Linked DNA regions of Anser cygnoides: region 2 is linked to region 1. A link is a contact called in public Hi-C data. All regions are on one chromosome and are shown on one strand. Each heading gives the region's core, a stretch centred on a gene start, on an enhancer-like site or on the middle of the called end of the contact. The rest is flanking DNA. Distances are from core to core; before and after follow the strand shown. Region 1 overlaps SLC44A3 (solute carrier family 44 member 3). Region 2 holds the start of ALG14 (ALG14 UDP-N-acetylglucosaminyltransferase subunit).

Region 1 (6,230 bases), core at 1,826-4,325:
CGGTAGGGCTATATATTACATCCCCATTTGGAGCTAATGCAGTCTCCTGGAAAAGGGTCAAATGCAGCCTTGTGCCTTATGAATGTCAATTTCATCAGAGTCAACAGTCTCTTGGCTTGTATCATGGCTCAATTTGGCCCAATAACTCAAGTGGTAGGGGGTGAGTCATATTAAGATCACTCACACTGTAAAATCAAGAGCTTGCAACAAGCAACACTATTTTATATTAAACTGGATTCCAAAATATTGGCATAAACTGCAGTTCATTTGAGACTACCTTACGTAGAAAGAGACTGAAAGTAAATGCTGCTAAATCCCCAGAACTATAAGGGGGCAATTCAGCACTTACCTGTTGAAGTAGCAAGTAACCACTGCCCCAGCAATTGTCATTTGCTGACAGGCAAGAATGAATTCACTAGTCCAGATAAGGCCAACGAAATGGTACCATGCCATGTAGCAAATTCCAGACAGAGCTCTGTATTCTACTTGTCCTTCTGAAGTGGTCTGTGCAGTACCTGGGATTGGGATTATATCACCATATTAATATAATTCATTAGAGAAGAACAAGTAAGTATGTATGTAACCTTTTTCTTAACATTTATTCAGTGAAATTATAAAAAAATAAGTTCAAGCGCTATTTATTTCTATCCACTCCAACAAAACCAAAGAGCCAAAATTTTGTAATTGAAATAGAATTTTGAAAAATAAAATCTTGCAAAAAGTAAAATCTTGGGTTTAAATTTGGTCTAAAGCAGAGCTGCCAATAAAGTCAAGAGGAGAAATATAAATCAGTAAAGATTTCTACGAAAACATTACTCAATATTTTAGTAATCAAACGCTTCAGAAGCATCCTAAAAAAAACTTTGTTTTCTTTATTCAAATTTGAAATAAACTCGTAGTTATGAAATGTTTTAGATTTTCTCTATAAGGAGCAAAAGAGAAAAAGTACATAGAAATATTAAGGATGTATAACATTGCAACAAAACAAAATTACTATTTTTATGACTACTACTAATTAGAACAATGGCAACTCAGTTTGCATTCTCTATACTTTGCAATCTTTGTGCAAAATACAGGCATATAAGGAAAGCCTCTCCAAACCCAGTGCCAATAACGCAGACGTCTGTATGGTAGTAAGTGCTCCAGAGTGACTACATTGAGGAACATTGAAAAACGCACTTATTCAAGCTAAATAAAATTGTTTCCACTTCCATTAATAACAAAGAATTCATTCCATACTCAAAAGATAGCTTTTCACAGAAGGTAGGAATAACTCAGGCAACTTAGCAATCAGACCTTTCCCTATATAATCCAATTTATGACACTTCACTTTCGAGTCTAGTCATGGAATAACTGTATCAGAACATTCATTCCTAGTGAAAGGTCTCTAGGTCCATAACCTGTGGTTGTTTTTTTAATGTTTTGATCTTGCTTTTTTTCGTTTTATTTTGCCAAGCCTTTACTCCATTAATCTTCAAGATATACATGATCACAGAATAAAATGATCTCTGGAGGTGAGTGGTTAAGAACTCCAACTGCTTGAAAGAAGAGACAGAATTGTCTTTTACTGCTGGAGCAGCATTCTAATGCCAGCACTAATGTGCACCATCTGCAAGTTCAAAAATACCACAGATAGTAAGCTATGAAGTGGTTCACTTAATTCTGTCCTATTTTCTACAACAACAGAGTTCATACTCAAGAATAGCTAGAAGTAGAAACAATAAAGATTTGTTTTCAGCCATCAGGTTTAGACAAGCTTTACAAGCCTTCACAACCCAAGTCCATTTGCCTGTAAATTATGAAAAATATTAATCCACCCCACAGCAGCACAGCAAAATTATTTTAAAGTGCTTTGAAAGGACCAAAAATCACTATGCAGGTGCATAATCGTTACTATGTGGTTAGCTTAAATATGTGTCTGTATTTAAAAAATTGAATTATTTTACTCCTACAACATTAGCACTATAAGAAACTCATCCCTCTTAGATGCTCAGAGACGAACTATTTGCTATTGAAAGGCATGGAAAAAAGAACAAGTCTATGAATAGATTTATAGCCTACAAACTAAGCATTCTTCCCACAGGTGAGCCAATCTTGTTCTCAGCACTCTTGTAATCAAGACTCGCATCCATCAACACAACACAGCTGGCCCTCAAGGAGGTGTTTGTAGGTACTGTAGGTATCAGGCTTGTTCAGCAAGGCAACCTTTGCTGAAGTGCAAACACAGACACATTTTTTAAGTATTTTGTTTTCTGAAAGGTTATCAATTTTAACTGAACAGCTAAACTCTTTGCAGTGCTGTAAGGCTGATCATTCCCAGAAATATTGCTGCTTCCATTATATTCAAATGCATTTTAAGTCTGTGAAATGCAAGATGCTTGCTGTTGTGAAAAAGCTATTACTCTTACCTCAGATCCCTTATCACAAACTCTCAGCCATTCTTCCCCATTCCCTGGCTCCTTGTTTTTAAGTTTGGATACAAAAGTCATTTATCCTTTTTAGATTTTTTGAGAATAGATTCATCTACCTTGGCACATTAAAACAAGCTATGTGCTATATCTTTCCTTCTTGTTCTGAATCCAAGGGGGGGGGGGGGGGGGGGGGGTTCATCGCCCTTGCTTCTTCCAGGGGCTCTAGACTGCCAGTTTCCTGCAGCACACCCAACTAATTCCCCCCAAATATGCTCATTAACCATAGCCTATAGCCTTTTCTGAGGAATTTGGTCAAACGATAGGTCAATAAAATGCAAGGTCTCCTACCTCCCCATTTCTATGCAGAGACATTATGCCGTTTGGTAGCAGAATTAATCATGTTTTCCAGCATACAATCTACCTGAACATTTCTTTTTCAAAAAAAAGGCACATATCTGGTTTTGCTTCTCTAGCTTTGTCATGAGGATTGGAAAATATCTGCTTTGTAAACTAATTCCTTTTGCTTTTTTCCAGCCTACTAAAATAACTACCTGCAGTAACAACAGCAATGGTTTTGTTTCCTGGCCAACCTTTCACACGGCAGTGTGTACAGCACTGTACCCTGCTGCACAGGTTTTGTTACCTCACAGGAATCTGTTTACCAATGTAAATATCTATGCCTGACTGATACCCTGTCTGCTGGGCCTACTGTGCATATACAATGTTGTCAACAGAACTCCATGCAATGCTGTTTTTCATGTCAGTCCTAGCAGCACAGATAAGCTTTAATGCTACCTTAGATAGGCTTATGAGAGAAGTATACGCCTTTTTCCTCATTACTCCACTTTGATCTTACTGTTCACGTAAACTAAACTTCCTCAACAAAGCCTTGAAATACATTTTTAATTTGTCAGCAGAACATTTTTCCTCCAACTACATACTCACAGCAGAGTGCTGAAAACGAATCCTTCTGGTGTACTATATATACACTCCTAGCGGTAAGGCTAACAAGTCAGTAGTAAAGAGCTTACAGAACTAGAGTCCTCCAGCTGAATCACCAAATCTGAAAACCTCTGATCAGTACAAATGTTTATCTGCTGCAAATACTTCAAAGCAGTGCTGTTAACAATGCAAACAATCACAAGTGTTTGCAGCAGGATTCGGAACAGTTCCTCCACCTGGCTGTGCACTGACTGCAGCGCGGTGCCATGCCGTGACATTGTACCAGCCAGCCCAGCAGTGCAACAACAGGAAAGGCAGCGTGCAAAGGCAGCATCACCAGCTACACTCTAGTATTCTAAGACTTGGGTTAGATGTTCTTGTTCGGCAGCAGCTGCTGCAAGTTTTTGCTGATGCCCAAAGCAGCAGGCTGTTTTAAAGGGATGAAAATTCCTGGGAAGTCTAGTTTAGCAATTTCATTATCAGAACAAAAAACCACTGCCCAGAAAATACCGAGAGCCTGTTTATCAGTTCCTGTTAACATGAAAATACAATGTGCTCTTCCCACTGCTAAGTGAGGAAAGGTTCTGGCAGCATGCACTGAATCTTCATGCGTCCTCCAACAGAATTTATTGTGTAATTTTATTTATTTATTTTTTCCATGTAGTGGTATTTACAGCAAAGCTAGCCAACTGTAATTGGAATGTCAAGGACCCTGCAAGCAATAGGTTTTTATTGTTGGTTTAGCTACTGAACAACTTTATATAGCAGTTCTATTGCTCTTGCCTGTAGGATGCACCTTCACTACAGGAAAATCTCACGCTGCCTTCTCATCCTGCATTACGTACACAGTATTAATGCCACCTGGACTTCACAGCTCCCGCATGCTAGAAAGCTGAAAGACATGTTTTGCTGTGCCAGACAGCCACTTAAGTTCTGCAATGAAACACCACACAAATTTGCAAACAATAAGACTCAACAACCCTAAGACATGACAGCTTTTCCAAAGCACAACTGAATTCCATTCCTACCCGGCTAATGGTTCTAACTGGTGCCACTGTTTGCGCTGTCTCAAAGTCTTGTGGAGTCTGGCATTCTTCCTAGATCTCTAGGTCTGGAATTCACTCGCTCTCTGCTGCTCTTACAGACTCTGAATTACTGAAGTAGTTAAGCAGGTGCCTACCTTAAAATGCATAAGTAGTCCCACTGATTTTAATAGGATTATCAACGGTTTTCAAGCCAGTCATGTGCATAAGTACCTTTCCAAGGGCACCTATAGGTTTCTATAGCTCCCAAGAAGTTAGTATCTTCTCAGAGTAACACTAACTTTTGGAGAGGATGTAAATAAGGTGCCTGTGTGGTCACATAAAGATCAGGTGCATCACAGCTCAAGCGAGAATCCAGTGCTCCAGAGCTGTAAGATGCAGAGACGCTATAAACATTATATAACTAGCGAAGATCCGAGAAAAATGTTAAGAACAGGTGCAGCACAGTAGCAAGTCAATTTCATTTGCCCATCTCTTTGTATTATACAAAAGACTCATGTCTTTATAAAAATTTCAGTTTCTCAGCTTTCTTAATATATTTCCATTTAAGATACAGAAAATTTAAGATCCATTTAAGATCCAGAAAATACGTGCATGAGAAAAAAAGTCAAAGTGTCATAAACAAGACAAAACCTATATTTTATGTAGTGAATGCTGGCTAAGCAGCTATTTGTCAACAGAGAAAACAAATTGTTCAAAGAGAGCAGATCCTGGGAGATCTTCAGAAAAGATCTGTGAGCTTTTGCAAAAAGTCCCCAGAATTCAAAAAACAAAAGAAATGTCTTCCATCTACACGCTGATTACAGAAAACAAGTAAAAAATACAAAGCTGGTCTGCCAATGTATTATTAGCCAAACAGTACAGTATATATATATATATATATTTATGGGATGCTTAAATTTTAGCTGTTCTAAAAAACCAAAGCAACCAGCTACCTTACTGTGATCTGCTTTAACAGTCAGCATTTTGAGGACTCATATCTGGGTTGAAAATTTGAAATAAAATTTATAGGAATTTTCTCAATATCAAATCTAGCCTAGAGATCATTATCCTCGTTTTGAACTACAAAAGAAATCTAAGCTGTGGTTTACTGGGTAGAGTACAGGACTGGAACAACTATCATACTACTTGCTGACACCGACCTTCTGTGTCGCCTCATCAAAACCCCTTGATCTGTGAGCCAGATAAAAACAATCCTTTATTACCTCCCCAGATCATTAAAAGGCTAAAACTGCCTTTGTTGTCTTCGAGCTCCTCTCAGGAGGAGTTGTTCTGTAATCAGAGCAGCTGTAAACAACTGAGCACATTCAGAAATAAACCTTTCCTACATTACTTTATCGGCACCTAGTGGGCACTGAGGCTGCTGCAGGTCATTTACATGTTACTTACGTAGAAACACCTAAGCCCCTGGACTTTGCCAAAAACTCAGTTTACATCTGTTGGGTAACAACAGCCAACATTTAACATAGACATCGTAATAAAAAGCATACTTGCAAACAAATGATAAAACCAATGGATTCAAGTTTTAATCAGGTAAATTAATGAAACTCGTAGAGTGCATTTTCCTACCTGCATTCACGCTTAGGCTGTAACTTAGAATTGGTACAGATCCTTTATCAGATACACATTCCCTTCTAAGCATTAACATGCTATCTATTAGCAGAAAACTCATACAGGGATTGACACCTACACTAAAAATATCCTGGCAGATCTCAGTTAAAACATATGTTTTACTAGACTCCCTACATGAGCAATATATTGATAGTTAAGTGCCTGAAAATGACCTTCCATTCTTACGCTGTATCTTCAAGAAATCAATTCTTTCAAAACGGAG
Region 2 (6,230 bases), core at 1,897-4,396, 88 kb before region 1:
CTAGTTTGCTTCCACAGAGAATAGTCACATATAAAAAGGACAGCAGCAGTTTTTTCTTCAGAGCATTGTCTTACAAATGGTAAATGGAAAAAATACTATACCATTTTACATTAAAAAAAAAAAAAACTATTTTTTTCCTATTCAAGAGTTTAATAGTTTTCTTTTGAACAACAGTGACCAATTGCTCGGAATGAGGGTGGTTTATTTCTCCTTCAGTGAAGCAGTTCAAAGGTACTTCCTGCATAAGCAGCACAGGTACCAGGGACAGCCCTTGTAATTACTGCACTGACATCACTTTCTGTCAAATGACTCAGGGCAAGTGCACTGTTTCCTCTCAAACAAATAGGTTCTACATTCACTGGCAGCACATGGCATCTTTGTGGGCTAACTCTACTCAACTTTTAAAACAAAAAGAAATAATGAAAACACCTTGAAAAGCTTCAGGTTTGCAGGTTGCATATTGTCACTTCAGTCTTTAAGAAATTCCTTTAACCAGCCTCACCAAACTCTGAAGCTTCCCTCCAGCCTTGCAATTGGCTGTGGATACTCCTTGGAAGCTATATTCCTTATTCAAGCAAAATTCCCAATGATTAGGACTTCCAGCACTTGTTCTAGGAGATTATGAGGCAAACTCACTGGTCAGCTTTCTAGACGCCTTGAAAGTCGGGACCTTTGCTTTGAACGGTCAGCTTGTCAGTTTCGTAGTCCAAGGAACACATATTTCACTGAAGAACATTTAAGAGGGATGGATACCACTGCAGACAAAATTAGTAGTTACATTGCCTACAGAGCTTACTAACTTGTTTTAACACAGTAGTTTATTTTCTGAAAAAGGACTGTGGTGCTTTCTTCCTCTTCTGTAATTTAGGAGCATGTATCTCTATTGTCCCTAATCATTAGTTTTATGTAGCTAATTAAGAGGAAAGCAAAACTAATTTTTGAGATTCGTGCATCATCAATGTAACTATTAATTAAAGCCTTGTTGCTTCCAAATGTCAGTAATGATTAAGTAGTGAGATATTTTTTGTGAGGCTGTCTACAAACAGGTTACTCACTTGGGTGGAAGACCTTACTATGGCAACACTTTTTAATAGTCTCTGCTTCAGACAACTGCCAATTTACATACCTCACTGACTTTAAAAAGAAGGACAGAGGATAACGTGTAGAACTGCAAGACATGAATTGGAAAAATTCACTTTACTTCAGATCCTAAGACGGCAAACGGTAGCTAGGAATTATACAATTTACTCATAAATTATGCAAGAATTACTTGAATCCATGGCTGACACAAGTTTTCATTAAAAATGAGAAAGAAATGTTCAGCTTCCAAGGCTGATGGGGATACAAAAACTTGCTAAGAATGAACAAGAAAAAAAAAATACAACAACCAGAGAAACCACAACAGACAGGTGCAGGCATCTGGTCTATTGTGTTTGTGAAGTCTCCAAGAAGTTCTCGAGCTCATCGATCCCCATTGCAAGGCCAATCGCTGAGCCTTCCTCCCTGGCAGGTGGCTTAAGGGCAGCGATGAACAGACACCACTGGAGTTTGCTCTTTCCTAACCATAAAGTGTGATATCACACAGTATCACAGTATCACAGACTTCTAGGTTGGAAGAGACCTCAAGATCATCGAGTCCAACCTCCGACCTAACACTAAGTACTCCACTAAACCATGTCGCTAAGCTCTACATCTAAACGTCTTTTAAAGACCTCCAGGGATGGTGACTCCACCACCTCCCTGGGCAGCCCATTCCAATGCTTAATAACCCTTTCGGTAAAGAAGTACTTCCTAACATCCAACCTAAAACTCCCCTGTCGCAACTTTCGCCCATTCCCCCTCGTCCTGTCACCAGGCACGTGGGAGAACAGACCAACCCCCACCTCTCTACAGCCTCCTTTAAGGTAACTGTAGAGAGCGATGAGGTCGCCCCTGAGCCTCCTCTTCTCCAGGCTGAACAAGCCCAGCTCCCTCAGCCGCTCCTCGTAAGACTTGTTCTCCAGACTCCTCACCAGCTTCGTTGCCCTTCTCTGGACTCTCTCGAGCACGTCCATGTCCTTCTTGTAGCGAGGGGCCCAAAATTGAACACAGTACTCGAGGTGCGGCCTCACCAGAGCCGAGTACAGGGGCACAATCACTTCCCTAGACCTGCTGGCCAAACTGCTTCTTATACAGGCCAGGATGCTGTTGGCCTTCTTGGCCACCTGGGCACACTGCTGGCTCATATTCAGCCGACTATCCACCAATACTCCCAGGTCCTTCTCGGCCAGGCAGCTTTCCAGCCACTCATCTCCCAGCCTGTAGCTCTGCTTGGGGTTGTTGCGCCCCAGGTGCAGGACCCGGCACTTGGCCTTGTTGAACTTCATGCAGTTGACCTCAGCCCATCGGTCCAGCCTATCCAGATCCTCCTGCAGAGCCTTCCTTCCCTCGAGCAGATCGACACACGCACTTAGCTTGGTGTCATCTGCAAACTTACTGAGGGTGCACTGGACGCCCTCATCCAGATCGTCAATAAAGATATTAAAGAGGGCTGGCCCCAGTACCGAGCCCTGGGGGACACCACTAGTGACCAGCCTCCAACCAGATCTCCTACTCTCTTACTCTCTCTTGATCTCCTACTCTCTTTTAGCAAACGCACACCTCATCTGAAATTAGTCCCAACGGCTGCACGATCACAACCTCCTCGCCAACGGCTGGCTGCTGACAGGGATGGAATGAATGCCGGTGTGGTGCTTCACGTTTCCTACTGGAATGAAAGGCTAAAGCGTTAGAAGAAATACAAACAGGGCTCGTGAGAGGCGGCAGAACACCGACGTTCCTGTGTCTATGCATCGTTGTACGGTATGTGAGCGGTAATTCCACGTACGCATACATACCTGGATAGGGGTCATGTCTGCGTGTGTTTGCAAACTCCCTCAAGACCCAGCGGAACCACGCGGGTATTTCGTACCGTATAACTTAATCACGGGGGCTACACCTCCTGCCGCACGGAGGGCCAGCGGCACAGAAGCCCTCACCTCACGCCGGTGTCTGCCTGCCCTGGGGCTGTGGGGGCTGCCGTGCCGGTGCCCGCGCTCCCGCCCAGCGGGGAGCTTTGAGCCGCGCCGGCCGCCGTAGGCCGGGAGGTGCCGCCCGCGGCCGCGCCATGGAGCCGCCGCTGCCCCTGCTGAGCGGCACCGCCGCCATCCTGCTCCTCCTCCTCCTCCTGCTCGTCCCCTTGGCGTTCCTGGCAAGGAGACGGCGTGGGCGGCGGGCGCCTCCCCTCAGCCTGCTGGTGGTGGCCGGCTCCGGTGAGTAGGGGTCGCCGCCAGCGGGTCGCGCGGCGGGGAGCCCGCGGAGGACGGCGGGAACTACAGCTCCCGGCATGCAGCGCGGAGCGAGGGCGACTGCGGGGTTCACTGGGCGTCCCGGTGCGTGCCGGGAGTTGTAGTCGCGGTGGAGCCGTAGCCCTGGGCTTCTTACACGCTGACCGGCGAGAAAATAATGCCGGTCTTTGTGCTGTTTGACGGCGTTTTTGTAACGTCAGGTGATTTTACTCCGGCCAGGACTGGTAATGTGCTTGTTTTTCTTCAGTCCTGTCAAATCTAGTTTGCACATATTAAAAAAATAAATAAAAAGGTTTCCCAGGTGAAGAAATTCATCAGTCGGTTAAGATTCACACAACGCTCAGACCCATTATTACAGACTTCTTTGAATGCTCAGACGACTTTATTAAAATCTGTGAAAGCTTCAACAAGCCATCGCTTACGAGAAAATCCCTCCAAAAATGTTTGAAAACTGGTGCATAAAATCATGTGGGGAGGGAGCAAATTCTTGCTCCTCGTCCAGCAGCGTCAGATCCTTGCTGGGCCGGGACACCTGGCTTCAATAGCAAAGGTCTCAGAGGAGGCTGATGAAAGCCGACAACAGGAGGCAGCAGGGATACGTCCAGCTCACTGTTCTGGTCTGCAACTTCCAGCAGCGCACAAAGCAACACATCCCATAAACGCTCGTGTACATACTTCGGGGTGCAGCCTGATGTTAGGCTGATCCAGCCCCAGGTGAGCAGACTTCCTTCTACACAGCCACACCGTCTTCCCCCTCCCCACTTCACCGTTATTCATATACCCCCAGTTCTAGAAACTAAACTGACAAAAAAAAAAAAAAAAAGAACATGCCCTTCTCTTCAGCCTACTGCCAGTTCAGCTCCCCGAACAAAGTGACCTTGCAGTTAAAAGCTCGACACCCATGCGAGGGCAGTAGGTGAGGCATTTTGGCTGGGGCTGGACTGTCTGGTGCGTGGCATTCAGCTTTTGCGCTGACCTAGCTGCAGAGTGAAATTGCTGCCTGCTCGTTTCCAGCATTACAAGCTGGGACGGCGCAGTCCCCGAATCTGGTCTCCCAGGCCATAGGCTGAACACTCGGGCGGGTCAGTGAGAGTTACACATCCAAGGTGCAGCTCCTATTCAGTTTTATTTTGACAGCTGGACTTGGGTATGGTCTCTGAATATGGACTGCAGTGTAACTCTACCCAATTATTTTTGCGTGTTATATAGGACATTAAACACAAATGTCTCACTTCTGTATGATCCTGTTTCAATCTCATTTAACTGAAGAACTTCCATCCATATAGCTTCAGTGGGACCTGAATTGCCATTATGTTACTTAAACAGTCTCAATCATCCTTTAATTGAATCTTCTCCTTTCAGAAGAGTGTGACTGATACTATTAGTACTAAAAAATTTTAAAAGGGAAAGCGACTAATTCAACTGAAGAAATGGAAAGTTACATAATATTTCATGTACTAACAGCAGTTTATTTTGTTTTTACAGGAGGGCACACAACAGAAATCCTGAGGTTACTTAGTTGTTTGTCAGAGTCATACTCGCCTAGACATTATATTTTTGCAGACTCAGATAAGATGAGTGAAGCTAAAATACGTTCTTTTGAACAAAAAAGGGCTGAAAAGTTCTCCAATTCCCAGGTAACTCGTTAAATATGCTCTTATAAGATAAATTGATCTCAACTTGACATTCTAATTCAAGGCAATTTAGAAGTGATTCTTTAAAAGGTTATTTTTAAGATCAGCATGTGCCTTTGATTTTCTAGCTATTGATAATCATTTTCACTAAAGTTCAGCTAAAGTGCCATTCTGTACATACTGGATTTTATGTTGCTAAAAGTGAGCTAAATAAATGAAATTGATTTATGTTGTACTAGAGAGACCCTGAAAATGCAAAGTACTTAAAAATAGCAAATGCCATTATCGCTTCCAATTTTCACTCCTACCTTCCTTACTTTCTTTTAAAATGGTCTTTACCACTGGTTACCATGCTAATCCATTTAAAACAATGGGGGAACATAATTGTAGCAAAAGTGACTGTAGAAAGAAGGCTATCTATTGCTTAAGAAAAGCACGCTGAAAAAAAACTCTCTTAATTCTGTAAACTAGTTAGTCACAGAAGCGTTACTTGTAGCTATAAAAAAATATTTGTATAGAAATATGGTGTGGGTTTTTTGTTTTTTTTTTTTTGGTGGTGTTATTTTATTTTTTACTTTGGCATTTCCCTCAGCGACATAAGTGTATATTTGAAAGGATTATTATCTAAGGTTTTATCTAAGAAAACCTTGATTGAAATTGTATTCCTTTTGTGTTTCTAGACTGTGTTTTACTTTGTTTTTAAAACTGAGCATTAGTTACACAAGTGTTTAAAAGTATTTAATGCATCTTAATGTCAGTAGTTTTCTGGTTGAAGACTGAGCAAACACTGAACTCCTAAAAATAATGAAAAATCATGAAAATATCCTGAGTATCTTTTTATCAAATGTTTTCTTGCTTTGAGCCAGTTGACTGTATCACTAACAGACCAGCAGTATGACTCTCTGCTGATGTAAAGTGCAATCTGATGTCCAGTGGAATTAGTAGAAAGATTACGTTTTTATTTAGAAAATGGAACAAGTACAATGGAAATTAGTGTTTCAATTACAAAAATCTTATTCCTTTTGAGCAAGCTGTACAACATGTCATAAATAACTTATTTATGTGACATTGATTTCTAATGGTGCACTTACAGTATTTCTGTTTTTTCAGCAACACTGATAGGACCGAAAACTAGGACTAAGTACTAATGATTTTCAGAATAGACACTTTCCTTGTAAAGCAACTGCTGCTAAGGTGAGCAACAAGCTCACTTAGGAATGAAGTTTTTAAGTTTGTCTACCCCACTTTCAACTCTAAAGGTGAAGGTTCC

The links. A called contact is a pair of places that touch in the nucleus more often than the background predicts.
Region 2: a contact with region 1 is called in a Hi-C map of fetal liver, with 2.4 times the contacts expected there. The contact joins the promoter of ALG14 here to the enhancer-like site in region 1. A contact is called at or near these places in 4 of 7 Hi-C or Micro-C datasets (fetal liver, granulosa cells and liver).

Annotation. Positions count from the first base shown.
Region 1 is chr8:2,639,511-2,645,740 of Taihu_goose_T2T_genome, reverse strand. SLC44A3 (solute carrier family 44 member 3) reads right to left here. Exons shown (of 15, transcript XM_048067265.2): 10 at 350-515. Among named protein-coding and RNA genes, the nearest start is that of CNN3, 52 kb to the left of the region's middle. Within about 2 kb of position 3,075, at least 1 of the 3 cell types and tissues checked has open chromatin away from gene starts, as enhancers often do. A contact at or near this core is called in fetal liver, where this site is marked.
Region 2 is chr8:2,727,901-2,734,130 of Taihu_goose_T2T_genome, reverse strand. ALG14 (ALG14 UDP-N-acetylglucosaminyltransferase subunit) reads left to right here and starts at 3,146. Exons shown (of 4, transcript XM_048067279.2): 1 at 3,146-3,290; 2 at 4,812-4,963. The coding sequence starts at 3,146. It overlaps TLCD4 (TLC domain containing 4), which reads right to left and starts at 3,125. Exons shown (of 7, transcript XM_067001626.1): 1 at 3,018-3,125.